2 separate regions of the Triticum aestivum genome follow, and region 2 is linked to region 1. A link is a contact called in public Hi-C data. All regions are on one chromosome and are shown on one strand. The core of a region is the stretch at or near the end of the contact, and the rest is flanking DNA. Distances in the headings are between cores, read along the strand shown.

Region 1 (4,365 bases), core at 957-3,456:
TTTGTGCGTTGTTATGGGCAATTTGGAATTGCAGAAATGATTTGGCTTTTAACAGAATAACTATTATTCATTTTTTGCAGGTTGTATTCCGTGCTACGGCGCTGATCCGTATGTGGTCCTTACTCACTCCGACGAAGGCCAGGGCGCGTTTGGTTACTGGATCTGTCCGGTGAGAGATGGTAGCGCGGGATATTTTCAACCGATTTGAATGACGGTCATGTAATAGGATAGGCGATTAGTTTTCCTATTTTTATTATGCCAGCCGGTTGTGGCTCTATGGCCTTTTCTTTTTTTGGCGTTGAGGCTCTATGTGAGCTCGCCTTTATTTTGTTTCACGACTCTAAAACATTGTTGAACCTATTTTATTTATAAATGTGACTGTATGCATCGTTCTGATGCAGAGGCCGGGGAGTTCCCCTTTTCGAAAAAAAAAATGTACATTAGTATGCATAAGAAAGCGTTCGGTTCTCTACGGAGGGAGTATACCAAACCGACGGGGCACACACCGCACCAACCTTGTACAGCTCTGACCGGACTTGAATGAGAAACCAAAATCGCGTGGGACGATCCAGAAGCACGTACATATGGCTGCTCACGAGTTATTTCAAAGAAGCAACGTTCACCTGCCGCACGCACGAAATCGAGACGGTCTGGCCCGCGAACTGCAGAGCAGTCCCGTCCATACACACAAACAGAAACAGGCACGCCACCCGCAGGCCGCAGCTGTGCAGCAGCTCTCGTGGAAAGACACAGCCGCGAACGAACGAACGAACGAAAGCTACTTTTCTTTCCTGCCCCCAAAGAAAAGTTAACAAAAACCCACCAGCGGTTTCAGAAAGCCCCGCCAACCAATCGCGCTGATCGACCCCGCAAGAAACGAAAAGTCACGGCCACCCTCGAGCTCGAGGTACGGGTGGTAATAAAAAACCAAGAAACGAGGCGGGGATCGTGCGAAAACCGGAAGCCGCCTCCGCGGTTTTGGATCAGTTACCATGTGAGTCGCCGCGCTTTCCATCCTTCGGTCGGGTCGGCGCCCATGGGAACTGAAACAATGGAATGCAATTAAATCCGTCCTAATCCAAAACCACGGCCCGTCGTCCGTCCATGGCTTGCTGCGCAGGCCAGGATTAATTTCTTTCTGGGCACTATAAAACGCGCACCCTCCTGCAACCTGCAATCCACACCTCATCACATTCCCATCCCCGTCATCTGCCACACAAGCCATTCATCTTGCTCCCTTCCGTCGAGTTCGTTCGTGGCGTGTTCTTGCCAAGGTAATGTGCCCTGGCTATTCCCTCTGTTCGGCGCAATGCCGGTCCGTTAGAGTTTGTATGCAGTGCAGAACCTCTGTTCGGTTTTGGTTCTGGGTGGGTTTTCTATCATGGAAGCAGAACACACTTTCTTCTTGGCATCTTCGTTGTTTTTTCTTCTAACGACCGAAAGAGATGCGATGCCCTCTGCCTGTTTCTTGTTCGGAACGTAGGGCTGTCCCGGCATCGCCGACGCGGCCTCGCTGTCCGGACGGGCATCTCAAGTGCATTTCTCCTTTCGCAAGAACAAGAGCCGCTGCTTTTCTCCGCAGAAAGATTATTCCTACCAACTTTCCATTTTATGCTCCGTCCATTGTGCTACTACTATAGAGATCATCTGCTATTACTACCTCTAAAGAAATTGCCACTTGGTTGGCATCCGTCAAAACCCACCACCTCCTTGGTGTTTCCCCATCATTTCGGCACATGCCCTTTACGCTCTCTCCTCCGGGTGCCCACTGGCCTCCGGATTGTAGACCAAGCTTCTAGATTGTGGATTTGTGTTGTTGCGGCAGGGCCCCACTCGTTAGTGCAGGGTGAAGAAATCCCCTTGCTTTTCTTCTACGACAATCTCATTGCGTGTGCCGGTGATAGCTAGGTAAATTAGGCCCGTCGCCGTCAAATCCCAAACTTTTTCCCTCTTCGCCACCTAATCCAATTTGATATTTGCATCGATTGAACCCATCCGCTCTCCCCATCCAGTCATTGAGTCCACTGCACCTGTACCTGTCCAAATCGATCGACCTGCAGCAGTTTATGCTCTCTCCCAAAAAAAAAAGCTTGGCACTTTAGGGAAAAGCAGCCATTAGACGGCACAGCATATGCTAACTGGATCCTTGCGCAATTAGTGACCCCATTAGATAGGTACCGCCAGTATTTTGTAATTTGGCAGAAGAATAGTTCGGTGTTATCCACTATGTCTGTCATGTCAGCTTGTGAGCTGAGGCGGCCCTACCAATACCAATACCAATACCACTCTAGCTAGCTAGCCACCACCTGTCCCTCCAATGCGGTCACCACTGGGGGTTTGGGTTTTGCCTATTTATTTGTCCTCCTGGATCTTGCAGAAACCCTCCTCCGTTTGGCCTCTCCCCTGCACTGCCTCCCCATTGGTATGTCTGTCCGCGCCTCTGGTGTCAGCACAGTTCCTTCCACCCCCCCGTGCTCTCATCTTGGGTGTGCTTTTGCTCGGATTCGTAGCTAATCTCGCCGGAAATCTGGTAGTCACTCGCTTTGATCGCTGGTTTCTTGCTGCGCTAGTTTTTCTCGGGGGTTTCTTGCACGTCTTGCGGTTCGTTTCTGGTGGGTCGTCACCTCAATCCCGCGCCGGTCCTTGCTGACGCGTTTTTCGGCTTCTCTGCTCCGAATCCCTCCTAGATTCCTCGCACGGTTCCTGAGCGTACTCTTCCTCGTCTTTTCCCCCAAATTTTTACCCTGAGCCAGTTAGAAAATTTTAGAGCCATCTTTAGCAGATTTTTGGTCAGGGAGAAGTTTTTGGTTAGCCTGGGATCTTGCCTGAGAAATGTGTCTCGGTTTTGTCTGCCATTTTGCGGCCTTAATCGCATGGATGATCTAAAAAAAACTGTAAACCCACTTGCTCAAGTTTGCCCCTTTTTTCTCTTCAGAAACATCTTCAGAGAACGACTGGTTTGGTGTGGAATCGGTGCTTGGTTAAGTTAGGCGCAAGATTAATGCTCGCTTTACCTTTGCGTTACTTTGATTTCTTCGATCTGTGAGATTTTACCAGTCTTGCTAAATGTTTCACCTCTGATTAGTCTTGATTTGCAGTAGTATTTTTTTTTTTGCGTGATGCAGTAATATGACTAGTGTTGATATCCTAGTGGCTGTTGACTTGTGGTTCTTGGGCAAGTAAATGTTCTGATTCTCCAAGGCTGACTGCTGATCTTTACCCTGCTCTCCAGTTTTGTGACCTGAGCCATGGCTGCCAAGCTGACCCGCCTCCACAGCCTCAGGGAGCGCCTTGGTGCCACCTTCTCCTCCCATCCCAATGAGCTCATTGCACTCTTTTCCAGGTGAGGATCTCAAAACATATGTCTACCTGTATGTGAAGCTAACTAATCTCTGTTATGCTACCAAAACATGTTGACATGGTGCAAATTTCATCCCTATCTTTAATTAATTTTTAGCACATCAAAATCAGCATTAGAAGGTGATGCATGCATATCATTGATACTCCCTCAGTTCCATAATTGTTGTTGTAGTTTCTTAGATCATGTTGAAATGCTGTTTCTTCTTAGGCAGACTTCAGTATAATCTGGTAGACAGGGTAGTGCTGCTCACATAGTTCAGCTGTAGGAGGAATATAAGGTGCAGAACTCTTTCTTTTTCTGAAAAGTACCACTCTTTGCAGGTATGTTCACCAGGGCAAGGGCATGCTTCAGCGCCACCAGCTGCTTGCTGAGTTTGACGCCCTGTTCGAATCCGACAAGGAGAAGTATGCACCGTTTGAGGACATCCTCCGTGCTGCGCAGGTAACATCGGCGACTTTCCTGCTCAAGTGCCTGCCAGTTGAATTTCATTCTAATTTCCTTCCTTGATGTAAATGTAGGAAGCAATTGTGCTGCCCCCATGGGTTGCACTTGCCATCAGGCCCAGGCCTGGTGTCTGGGACTACATTCGGGTGAATGTTAGTGAGCTCGCTGTGGAAGAGCTGACTGTTTCTGAATACTTAGCATTCAAGGAGCAGCTTGTCGACGAGCAGTAAGTTTCTGGATCAAATCTTAGCACTTGTAGGTGAATTGCACATTCTACTTGTAGTGAATAACCTTCTGTATTTTTCTTGACAACAGTGCCAGCAGCAAGTTTGTGCTAGAGCTTGATTTTGAGCCTTTCAATGCCTCCTTCCCGCGCCCTTCCATGTCCAAGTCCATCGGAAACGGGGTGCAGTTCCTTAACCGTCACCTGTCTTCCAAGTTGTTCCAGGACAAGGAGAGCCTCTACCCACTGCTCAACTTCCTGAAAGCCCATAACTACAAGGGCACGGTAAGCTTCTGATACGTGGAACCTACCAGTCTGGAATGCTTGAATTCATAAA
Region 2 (4,365 bases), core at 754-3,253, 200 kb before region 1:
GGCGGTGGCGATGCGGTCGGTGGCACCTTCTTCTCTATTGGCCACCGCGCGCTCCGCAGCAACCAGCTTCTCATCGGTGGCGCATCACATCGAAGCTGGCCTAAGGGTTTCGTCCGCCACTCTGGGAGAGCCGGCTGCGCTACCACGCCTGCCTCGATCTCCATGGCACCACAACGGGGCTACATCTACCAGCCTCCGCATGGTGTTGCCTGCACTTGCTCGGAGGCAACACGACGGGGCTGCCATGGCTTCCACCAGCACCATCGGCCATCGATCTTGTGAAGAAGGGGGAAAAGCAGAGGAGAGGATGACATAATTTCTCGCCGGAGCAAATCTAATCCGGTGGCGGAGGGGATCCGGGGGACTAACCCTAAATGCGCCGGTGCCGCATATCTAGCGGCAGAGGGGCCGCATATCCAGGACGCCGTGTATTTTCTTTACTGGCGGACCGATATGCATGATCTATTCGAATAGCCAAAAAGTATGGAGAGCTTTTATGGGATCGGCTAGAGATGCCCTTAGTCGGCGACCTGTAAGCAACAGTTCATCTTAGGTGCACTCGTTCTATCTATTCCCCTAGCTCAGCGGCGACGGACCTGATTGGAGATGCTATTACCAGCCCCGTCGTCGACCGATGCACAGCACGTAAGCAACAGTTCATCGTAGCGTAGGGGTGCTCCTAGTTGATTACACCGCTCCAAATGAAAAAAAGAAGTTCGGTGGCGACAAATCGTCCATGCATAGTCGGTCGGTCTATCCAGCGGTCGGCTGTTCCGCGCGGGACGCGGGACGAGACCAACCGCCCAGCAACGGAAACGGCTCGGGACGAGAGAGCAGAGAAAAAAACAAGGACAGCGACGTCGCCGGCCGGCCGAGGAACCGGATCCGCGGCGCCGTGGCGCTCCCCCGTTGGCCGGGCGACCCCCGCCCCCCCAATCATTCGCGCTTTGTAAAATGCACCACCAGAGACCCGGCGCCCGGGCCGAGGGCGCGAGCGCCAACCGGGCCGCCCCACGTCGCTCCACCGCGCGCGCGCGCTCGGTCGCGTCCACGCGAGGCAACGCGTGCCGGCGACGGGAACACGCGAGAGGAGAGCGCTCTCCCTTCCCTTTCTCCCTCCCTGGACACAACAGAGCTGCTCAATTCCCGTCAGTAGATTGCTCCCGAGGGCCGTGGACTGGTCGGTTATGTGCGTGCTTATCTTGGCTATTGACTGGCATTTTGCACGTTGCGAACTATATGGCGTACAAGCAAATACCGGTGGCGCATTCCTGGCCGAGGCCGTTGCCCGTACGCTCCGCCTTCCGCCCGTGCTCCGCCAAACCGCTGCCGCCGGACGCCGCCGTCGGACTCGGCCGGCGGCTCCGCCCGGCCGGCCCGGCGCTGCCAGGGGTGGCGGGCAGGCAGGTGGAGGATTTGCAGCCACGTTTTTCGGCGCCAATCAGCCACCGTCTTGTCACCTTCACCCCGAATATGCCCTGCGCTGCCTCCCCTCCCCTCCCTTTTTAAAATAACAGCAACTGCTTAAATGGGCTAATAATGCATGCACCGGCATCATATTGTCATATTATACGTCTTGTGTAGCCTCAAATCACACCCACCGCAATTTCTTTTGTCATTTTTATTATGATGTTGCCAGAGAATCATTTTTCTCCACCCTAAAGGCTCATAATATCTCGCTTTTCTTCCGCCAAAGCATCGTCTCAAACGGCTTTTCCCCAGCATTTAAGGGATATATATAAAGAAACACGCTGACAATAAAACTCGAACAGCTAGAGACAACCCAATGCCACAGCTAGAAGCTTCTACTACAAAAATTGAAAAGTATACACATGACATAATCTAACAGGTTTTTAAAAAAAAACCAGAATACCGGACCCAATAAGGCCGGGCCAGCTCACCCTCTCTGCCCCTCCTCTACCCCCTGCCTGGCCTGACCTGACCTGACCACGCCTCACGGATTTTTTCCAACGCACCAACAGAAAAGAAAGAGGGGAGGGAGGGAGGGCAGGCGAAAATAATCATCTCCTCTTCCCTTCTCTCCACGGCCTCCCTCACCACCACCACCACCTCCCTCTCCCTCCTCCGCCTCCCCAGCAGATTTCCCCCACCCCGCCACCGCGCCGAGGCCGCTCGCGAGCTCCTCGGATCCAACCCCGAGGGCGCGGCCATTCGCCGCGGCAAGGGAAGCCTCCCTCGTGCTCTGAATTCTGCCGCGCGGGCGCTGCTGACGCCGTGATCCGCGCGGGCTCCCCGGGGGAATGTTCTACCTCAAGCTGCCGGGCGGCGCGGATTTAGGGTCCCTGCGGGGGGCGGCGGGGCTCTGATCTGCCCCGCGGCGGCGGTTCAGGCCCAGCCGGCCAGCGTCGGGGGAAATCCGTTCGTTCGGCCCGCCATGGCGCAAGCGGGGGCGGAGGCGGACGCGAGCTGCCTCGAGAGCTTCGAGCTGTACGAGACCGACTCGGTGAGCGCCTCGCCCCCCAAAATCACATTGCCTGCCACGCCGTTCCTCCTCTGGTTGCCTCCTGCTTTGCTGATGCTTGATTCCGCGACCCGCCCCGCGCGAGCTTCGGGCGGGCGGGCGGGCGGGCGAGCGTGTGGTTCCGGAAATGGCCGAGCTACCGGGTCGTTTGTTTCGGTAGGGGGCTGCCGTCGCGCGTGGCTTCGACTGTGGACGACGGCACGGGTTGTGACTCGCCTGGAATCTGGATGGCCTCCATGCTGCCACGGCCGAGGCCGAGATTCGGAATTGCGATCCTGATGTCAATCAGCTGCAGCTGCTCGTGATATGGGTTTGCTTGGGATCATTCCGTGACACTTCTGTGATTGGGAATTGCGTTCACGACCTGTGCTCGTGATTTTGGTTTGCTTGGGGTTGGGGGGGGGTACAGGCTGACTGTCGCGAGAGGTGCTTATGAAGTTTCCAGAGCTGCCTGTGTGATGGTGTTGTTCCATTCCGTGCCGGGAGATACGGAATTGTGTTTCTCCTGTTGCGTTTTGTTCATCTCTGGTTACAAAATGGAGGAGGCTTTCTTTGTTTCTAAATAGCTTTGTAGGTTAGTGTTGGAGTTTTGATTCCAGGACGAGAGCCTTATGCCTTTTCTTTTAGTTTCTAAATCTTATTTTCAATATTTACTCACTGCTGCTTTTGTGTGATCTCTTACTGCTTATCTACCAAACTGCTAGCTTACTGCAGACTTATTTTCAATTTGGCAACAATTGAATAGCCAAAAAAAATTCGTCTCTTCTTGTCCCATTTTCTTCGAGTCTGGCTAGCCTGTGCCAAAGACTGCGACGATGTAGATGTGGTGGTGCTGAGTGGAGGGGAGACGGGTTAGAGTCAGAGCTGGCAGGGTAGGGGATGCGGTTTCGCAGCCATAGCAAGGTTGATGCAAAGGTGATGCGAGTTGGGGAGTTAGGGTCTGGGGGTATGTATCACCAAAGGCTTGGGGGTTTCGAGGAAATGCTTTATCGCCTCCAGTCTTCGTGGCAGTAGAGCTAGCGGAATGGAGGAGCCGTCCGGTTCTCTGATCCTATGGTGCAAAAATACCACTGTTGGCCAATTGGGAGTCAGTCAATGCTAAATAAACACTATTTATTTTGAGGTTTTGCAGGATATTTGCTCGTTTCCGGTGTGAATGCCCACACTTTGGACATTTGTTATTCTGAAGTAGAGGATTTTTTTTTACTCTGCCCATTGTGCGGCGTGTATGTTTGACCATTATTTTTTGTAAAAATTGACAGATAAATTTGTGCAACTATTTTTCATGACAAACCTTATGGTATGATTTGCACCTAACTGTTGTATATTTTAATCCATTAATGTGATATATGACAAGTTTGAATGGACGTGTTCCAAACATCATCTATCTTGGAAAAGAGGTAGTTGTAGTTTTATTGACATCATATAACATGATGCAAGTAACTTTGCTTTTGATGTTGTTCATCATACTTAAACTGTGATTTATTTTTTTTGCAGAAATTTTATATTCTCGGAACTAACACTGACAAAACATTATGGAGATTACTCAAGATTGATAGAATGGAGCCATCAGAGCTCAACATAGATGAGGATTCTACCATGTACTCACACAGTGAATATCTTGATCTACGAAAAACTCTAGATGAAGACCATAGGTCAACTGGTGGACTCAATTTTGTTACAAATTGTTGTGGAATCATTGGTAAATTATCCCATCTTTCTCTGATAATGATACCATGCTAATAGATGGCAGTTCTTTTTGTTATGACTATGCATCAATGATAAATTTCCCGTACAGGTTTCATTAAGTTCCTTGGGCCTTATTACATGTTAATTATCACCGAGCAGAGAAAAATTGGTGCTATATTTGGCCATGCAGTTTA

The links. A called contact is a pair of places that touch in the nucleus more often than the background predicts.
Region 2: a contact with region 1 is called in a Hi-C map of root, with 10 times the contacts expected there. The contact joins the promoter of LOC123155770 here to the promoter of LOC543390 in region 1. A contact is called at or near these places in 5 of 5 Hi-C or Micro-C datasets (leaf, root and an unstated tissue).

The regions. Positions count from the first base shown.
Region 1 is chr7B:71,511,071-71,515,435 of IWGSC CS RefSeq v2.1, reverse strand. It overlaps LOC543390 (sucrose synthase 1), which reads left to right and starts at 2,206. Exons shown (of 16, transcript XM_044577280.1): 1 at 2,206-2,422; 2 at 3,233-3,343; 3 at 3,682-3,802; 4 at 3,880-4,031; 5 at 4,121-4,313. The coding sequence starts at 3,249.
Region 2 is chr7B:71,706,590-71,710,954 of IWGSC CS RefSeq v2.1, reverse strand. LOC123155770 (phosphoinositide phosphatase SAC3) reads left to right here and starts at 2,003. Exons shown (of 16, transcript XM_044573903.1): 1 at 2,003-2,464; 2 at 3,980-4,184; 3 at 4,331-4,365. The coding sequence starts at 4,125.